2 separate regions of the Sparus aurata genome follow, and region 2 is linked to region 1. The links are chromatin contacts, called in public Hi-C maps. All regions are on one chromosome and are shown on one strand. The core of a region is the stretch at or near the end of the contact, and the rest is flanking DNA. Distances in the headings are between cores, read along the strand shown.

Region 1 (4,063 bases), core at 1,325-3,824:
TCAGGCCAAAGATGCTTCAGTCTGAATTCATCCTCAAAACAATGCTGCCACCTTGTGGCTTAGAGGAAAGTTAACGCAACCATTTACATCTGGGTAGCAAGAAAGGGTCATAATTTCTAAGGGGAAACACTAGATATTTGTATATATACACATAGATCACCCCCTAACCTTGGTGCCTGAATTCATATATCTATTATTCATATTAAGAATGAAAGAAACACGTAGGGAAACAGAGAAGATACTAAAGATACTATCTGCTGTATGTAGAACTCAAAAGAGGTCTGGTTTTATACACACAAATGGATTTTCAAGAATAAGGAAAAAAGCAGACCATTTGTCATTGTAATGTGATGTTTTGTACTAGTTACATTATATAATATATACAGTTTCACCCTCGCCTCCATCTGGAAACAATATCACTAAAGCAACAGAGAGAAACTAGGGAAGATATCACATTTTCCAGTTGAGTCAACATGACTTTTGGAGCGTCTTTCAGAGAATTTGCAGCTAAAGCATAAAAACAGACATTTGGTTTTGAGATTGACATACATGGCTTTGTGGTGACACCATAAATGGTGGTGTAGGGCATTTATTTTTTTAGGGGAACAAAACACGAATGTTTCTTTTTTCTCCACCGTATCGACTTACTGCGAAAAACCCTTCCATGAACTGAAAGCCACACTGAAACAAACAAACTGCTGATGCTGCGTGTGTATTTGTCTCACCTTGAGGTAGCCTGTTCTGCGATCAAGGTTGAGATGCAGGTTCTTGATTTCTCCAAACTCTGAAAACTTGTCATGGATGTCTTCCTCTGTGGCCTCCTCATGTACACCTGTCACAAACAGGATCCAGCCCTCCACAGCTGCAACATGACAAGAAAAGGTGTCAGGATCAGAAAGTCATATCAGAAGCACTTTCAACAATGTAAATTAATACGTATGGCGGAGTCATGATTACTCACGCTCCTAATCCTTGCTAGATGTACAAATAGACACCAGTCTAACCTATGTGAGATCCTCATTTAACTTGCTTACGCATCAACTGTTTATTTGAGACACAGAGCTACACTTGCATTTTTCTAAAAGTCATTTCCTTAAAATAAAAAGAACTTAACTTAAAATCTGGATAAAAACGTTCACATCCACTGCACACACATTTTAAAAAAACACATGTTTATCAGGCTGTTCTCTTTCTATACATATAATGCATGTCCATGCTTGATTTGTACAACACAAAAAGGGAAAAGTAAAAGAAAGCAACATGAATACAGACAAATGTAACCGATAAAGTTGGTTTCCAACTGCACCACTTGGTAGACAGGTATAGTTTTTATTTTTGTATTGCACAGTGGACAGAATAATTTTTGTCTAGATTGGACCACATGTGCATGCAAGTTTTTTAAAAGGTTGCTGCCAAATAGGATGTGATTGGAACTGGAAAAAAAAAGGTAATAACTGGTGACACAAGCTGTTGTGAGTTAACTGTATTCATAACCAACAGAGAGGGTAGGAACTTGATACATCGCAGAGGCACTTCTCTTGGCAAAGTTTAGACTTTAGTTTATTAGTTTACATTAAAGCTGGACATCAACACTTACATCTCTGAGGGCCTGGCTCGTCCCCGTCCTGCTCCACGGTATCATAGTCCTCCTTGATTCTAGACCGGGCTCCTTCCTCTGCAAACAGCAACACAGGAATGTACTTACAACTCCTGACTGCTGCTAACACACTGTATTAAAAAACTTTGAGAGGATTAAGTTACATGAACAACTGTCACAACAGTGGTTACTCACCTGAGCCAAAGCCTCGTCCTTTCCTTTTCTTGGCCTTCTCCTTCAACTTGTGGATGCTTTCTGAAGACGGAGAAGTTAAACAAGTCAGGATATATGCATGCTCAGAAACTGGCTAGCTAACTAACGCTGCTCCGTTTTCATGCATTTGAACTCTGGTAAGAGCTTTTGTAGTTAATTATTAAATAAAAGATGCTCTTAATTATATCCTCTTGATATTCCGATTGTAAATTATGTGCCTATTAGCCCATCTTACTGTAAGCTAGCTGATAGCTATGAAGAAAACTCAAAGGCATGCTAGTCGTGGCTAATAACAAGCTAACTACCGGCATGATGCTAAGCTAGGTAATTGTTGCCAATTAACTTTTACGACCCTGAAAGTCGAACTACATTAAGAAATTATAATAACCACGAACAAGTAAGCATTATCTCACGAGCAGCATTTGAATGAGCCACTGGTGCGTTGTTAGCTTAATATTAGCTTGTTAGCACTTCTCAGGCCTGCTACCACGCAGTCAGCGTTTGAAGCATTTTCGACCTTTTTCGCATAAAGTTAGACCTCAATATTTCACATCATTGGAAAGCCAATGTTATTGAGCATCTGCTATCGATTTTTGCAAGTATTAAATTTACCATCACCATCCTCATCCATAGGAAAGTCCTCTCCTCCCGCCTCATGAAGATCCAGCACGTCCGCCATGATGTCTGTGTGTGTTCGCTGCTGACCGACGCAAAGTGCGTGCGCAGAAAGAGACAGCAGGCTGGCGGGGGTTGCCAGGTGGCGTAAAAGTAAGTAAGCACAGTAAATTTACTGGACTGGACAGCAAACTACAGTACATCTCATTTATCCTTTGCACCAGTTTCTCCCAAACAACACAAGCTGAATACATTTAGAGGTATTTATAAAGAATGGTGTTTCCCAAACAACCCGTAATTGTGCACTTTGAGGTGTTTTTGGGGTGAGTGAATTGTGGTTCCCTGCTTGAGACAGTGTGTTAAAAGTTATTTTTCTGGCAACAAATGTGCTTAAGTATTACATGTACAAGTTAAAGTTACATATACATATATTAACATGCACTGTATGCAAATGCTGAACCTGATATTCAGCATTTTTCAGATTATTGGACTCGCTGTTTGTTTTGTTTTTGTCTAATTGACAAATTATCTTTTAAAAATCACAGCTTTAGGTCTGATACAGCATGCAATCTGCAAATTAACTAACATTTAAAGTTGTAGAATAACTAGTGAGTAAAAGGTGCCTCCAAAATAAAGTGGAGTAGAAGAAGAAAATAGCAGAAAATGGAAATACTCAAGTTAATACAAGTATGTCAAAGATTGTACTCTAGAACTATACTTAAGTAAATGTTCTTAGTTACATGCCATCACTGGCAGGAGAGACTTTTGATTATACCGTATGCAAAACCATAGTTTCGACTTTATTTTGGGATTTTTTAAAGATGTTTATTTGGCGTCAGAGGGAGAAGATGGTTACATTTGTGAGCATCTGCACTGATGTCGATGAAACCTTTCTGGACAACCGTTTTATTCTATTCCGTTATTACTATTGTTATCTTAATAATGCACCATGCAGCTCTGGGAGATGCTTTGCTGTTGTCAATAAAGACTTGAATCCTGAATCTAAAGTGTATTTTGTTAAATGAATTAACAGGACCAGCAGAGGGCTTTCACACATCCACACTGGCTCTTGATCAGTGTGATGAGGCCTGAAGTACTGTCACTTGATCACCATCTGCTGGCGAGTTGGATCAAATGACAGAGGACTAACAGACAGGCCCTCTTAAACAGAAAAAAAAAAAAAAGCCTTTTGAAAAACTGACACACTTTCCAATTTTATCTCCAAATGTGGAATCAGAACAGGCGGGTTAAATCCTCTGTTACTGACGGGGGAGGCTGATAGCTGCAGCCAAATAAGAGGCTGGGAAATGCTAAAGTAAGAAAACAGAGATAATATTGTAAGACTGATCTACACACTGCAGGCAGAGCTGGATATTGTCCCTATTTATTATTGTAGAGAGCAGTAAAAAAAAAAAAAAAAAAGTCACGCAGATTCTAGAAACATCAGCAGGTTCAGCTCGGTTCACACTTCTTACCTCTTATTCTTGTCTACGCTGCACTTTTCTCGACACCTTTATGTGGGGAAACCTGGGAGGGCTTTCTCTGCTGAGTTGGCATTAAGTATACTTCTTCAGGATGGAGTTGGGATGTCAATATGATACCTCATGACCAGTGATGTGCACAAGGGGGGGGGCAGTC
Region 2 (3,859 bases), core at 468-2,967, 130 kb after region 1:
ATGATCGTTCTCATTATTAATTCATCAGACAATCACTGCCTTGATTAACAGATAACTCGCTTGGTCAACTAAATGTCCAGCAAAAAAAATCCCATTTAAATTTCCTTGAAACGTCAAAGGTAACTTGTAAATGTCAATGTTTGTCAGACCAACAGTCCAAAACTCGGAGATAATCAGTGTATGTCACACGGGAAAGTGGTAAATATTTACAGTTAGAAGTTATAGTTTGACATCTTTAATTGAAAAAATACTGACACATGTCACCGCTTACCAAAGTATTCATCAATTAATTAGAAAATTACTTGAGATGGATGTTGGTTGACAAAGCTCCAGCGGCAGTCTCTCCTCTGTCTCTAGTATCGTGTCTGTTCAGACTCATGGTCAAGTATCTTTCTCACGTTACCCTCAAACTTCCTCTTTGTGGTTAATTTGTAACCAGTGTGAGCATAACAATGTCAGTCCTCTTCACAGAAACTGCAGTTTCTTAGAGATATCATCAAGTGACTATTAAATAGAATTTGGTAACAGGTCTGAAATATAGTCTATAAGCTCACAGAGATGCCGCGGTATGAACACATGTAGGATGATAGTGAGATTGTCAGCTGAATGAACTTGAGATGACTGATTAACATTCATATTATGTTCAGAACAGCTGCTCCTATAACACTCAGGTTACATGTAGCATGTGAGGTTTGAATTACACTCCTGCCTCCCCACACACACACACACGCACACACACGCACACGCACACACACACTTCTGAGACAGCTGGACATACTTGTTGCGAAGGCTGATGTTCTCCGGCTTGAAGACCTCCCTGTAGGATGCTTTGCTGCCGATGATGACATCCAGCTTGTGCACAGACTCCACCACAGCCCTGTGTAGCGTTTGACAACACAAAGCATTAGCACGATGACTGGTCTTGACGATTGCGGGGGGGGTGTCAGGAACAAATGCTGTGCTAGCCACCAAAATCCTTCCTGTTTCATTTCACTGTAACGAGGGCGCTAATGACAAATGCAGCTAAATCATGATTTCACAAGCTAACACGAGCTACACCAACTGATAGCAAGATGTATCTGATGTTACACTGACAAAGTATGCAGCAATGTCGGGCTTTTTATTGTCGTGACAGGCTGCTGAGTGGAAGAATAGATGGACCCTTTCTTGTGTTAGCAAACATTGATTAGCTAGCGCTACGTTAGCCAGCACAACAACGTCCAATTAGCACCTTGGTTAGCTACGTAAAACGGCCTCGCCAAGTTACCTGTAAAGCCGCTTGATGAGAAGGACTTTCGCCTCTGGCTCGCTGTCCTGCCCCGGTCCACTCATATTAGCGAGATGCCAGTCGTTTGATCCCACGCTCCGGCGTCCAGTCGCCGTTTCCTTCAACCCTCCCGACACACAGTTGTCAGGGCTACTCGGGTTTGTTCCCCGGCAGTGACAACCGTGTTGATAGCCAGCTAGCGCTAGCTATCAAGATAGTGTTAGCTTTCCTCCCTTTCCCTCCGAATCTCTTTCGTTTCTTGTGTCCTTTGGCAAGACCCCCTCTACCCATCCGTTCTGAAAACCGGGTAGGAGGGGGTGCCCTGTAATTTATGCTCTTCCTGGTCAGCTAAAACGCTCTGATATGCTTCTTGTGTTGTTCCCCGTTCCAGCCATCGCTACGAAGGCGGCCATTATTCCTATCAGGCAGTGACCGCCTGAATATCGCGAGAATACGGACCGTACCCACAGACGGAACCATGGGTTGCCAGGTCGTGTACAAATCCCTCATTTGCGAAAATCTTTATGAAAACATTCATTATCCCTGGACCTGCAAATGAGAAACTAGAAGAAAATAGACTGTTTAGACATTTAACACACACTGAAATAACGGTACTCTATTGTTTGTGTGACAGGTAGTAATAGAATGTAACTAAGTACATTTACTCAAGCAGACCTACTGAATTGTTCAATTTCGAGGTACTTAAATATTTCCATTTTCTGCAATATTAAACTTCTACTCTACTACATTTTGGAGACACATATGGTACTTTTTACTCCACTATATTTGTTTAATATTTTTAATATTTAGTTACTTACTTGCAGATTACACAATGAGCCATTCTTTGTTTTTTTGTAGTTTTTGGTCTTATATAATTCAAACTAATTTCATTTATAGGCTAAATCAGGTTTAAATAAATAAATAAATGCTGATTCCACTAATCTGAAAAATACTGAATATTGGACCCGATAATCGTTCAGAACACAGTATATACAAGTCAATTATGTAAAATTTATTTATAAATATTATAAAATTCTCTGTATTCTCTGCCCTTAAAGTAGGCTGTGTTTATCATGTCCCCCGTTCATTATTATAATCTCCCACCACTCACTCTGCATCTGCAACATGTTGTTTAGATCACTTCTCAGTAACAAACCTGCAAATGATTTAATCAGGTGAATGTTCATGGGATCAGATTATGACTTTAAAAATCATACAGTCAGATCAAAAATCTATTAAATCCCACAAACTTATTTCGTCTCACTAGAGCTCTTATCAGATATTTCCATCAATATTCTGCAGAGTTTTGTTAAGGATCTAAATGCTTCTACTGGACAACCGCCACCTTTTATCATCCTTATTAGGATAATTTGGTGACCTCATCCCAGCATAGTAAGCCTCATTTGCATGCTTTCCTTGTCTTTTTTCCATACAAAACATGCGGGGTTGATGACAATACTGTTTCTAAATGGCAGACTTATTTTTACTTTTAAGAATATGTATTAACTGATTGAAAAACCGACTTAAAACTGCTGCAAGGTGTCTGATAGGAACTGTACCAGAGGTGTCTGACTGTACAGTCCAGGAGGGTTCATTGAGCTACGAGACATAGAAAAAGTTGAATGTGAACTTTGAAATTGTTCTGAAATATAAGCAAATAATAAAGGATGCATGGTTATAGGCCTTTGCTACAGTAACCATAGCTACTATTAACTCTGTTGTTGTAATTCCTCCTGGTTGCCAACAGAGGTCCATAAAGATCACAGATTATTCTATGTCCCTCTAAATGCAACATAGAAGTCACAGAGGAATGACATTTTGTGAGAGGCTTGCTTCCTAAATCTAATGTTTTATTCAGTTATGGAGAAAAGGGCAGTTTTATCCAGTATTTAATTGGAATTATGTTAGAATTTACTAATGTTTATTCCAGGAAGAACATTTGAGGAATGATGCAATTTGATATATAATGGAAAATGACAAATTAGAATTGGTAATTTCATTGTGGTATGAATAATTTTCAGCTCGTAAACCTGGCAGAACAATGACATGAATGTATTTGATTCTTGGGTCTGCAGCAGGTTCAGGTGGATCTCTCAGCTCTCTTTGTTCTGTTTACACAGCGTGAACCGTCTGTGGCTCCTCCACTGTGCTAATTCTTTTGCACAATGCTCTGTCCAAACTCAGAAGTTGCCAACCCACTAAGGAACTGCAGGCGATTAAGTGTAGGAGGATGAGGATAATTACAAGCTTGCTATATTCAGGCGAGTCCCTGGTTCCCAGATCCTGCCTGCCATCCACATTCTCAGCACCTCGGCTGGTGGAGAGCATAAAGAAAATGATCTGCTCTGCTCACCGACAGAAGAATCACAGTCATGAGTCCCTGGAAAAATGTCTGTGACCTAGCTGAGCAAACACCGTGATGCAAAAACTTACCTGCAATCTAACCACAGATCCAGACACGAAATTATGTTTTTTTGAAGGAGACTTGTGTTTTATATCCTTCACAAGATGGAAGAAAGAGTGAATAATCTAAATCTACAAAATGAATTTCTATTTTACAAACATAAGAAAGGTACAGCCATCAAAGCTCAT

What was found. Hi-C and Micro-C count contacts between places; a contact is called where the count stands out from the background.
Region 2: a contact with region 1 is called in a Hi-C map of an unstated tissue, with 10 times the contacts expected there. The contact joins the promoter of smg5 here to the promoter of rbm8a in region 1. A contact is called at or near these places in 2 of 2 Hi-C or Micro-C datasets (skeletal muscle and an unstated tissue).

Annotation. Positions count from the first base shown.
Region 1 is chr17:31,164,108-31,168,170 of fSpaAur1.1, forward strand. rbm8a (RNA binding motif protein 8A) reads right to left here and starts at 2,575. Exons shown (of 6, transcript XM_030394981.1): 1 at 2,423-2,575; 2 at 1,793-1,852; 3 at 1,598-1,675; 4 at 726-862. The coding sequence starts at 2,489.
Region 2 is chr17:31,298,488-31,302,346 of fSpaAur1.1, forward strand. smg5 (SMG5 nonsense mediated mRNA decay factor) reads right to left here and starts at 1,718. Exons shown (of 22, transcript XM_030393297.1): 1 at 1,268-1,718; 2 at 779-877. The coding sequence starts at 1,332.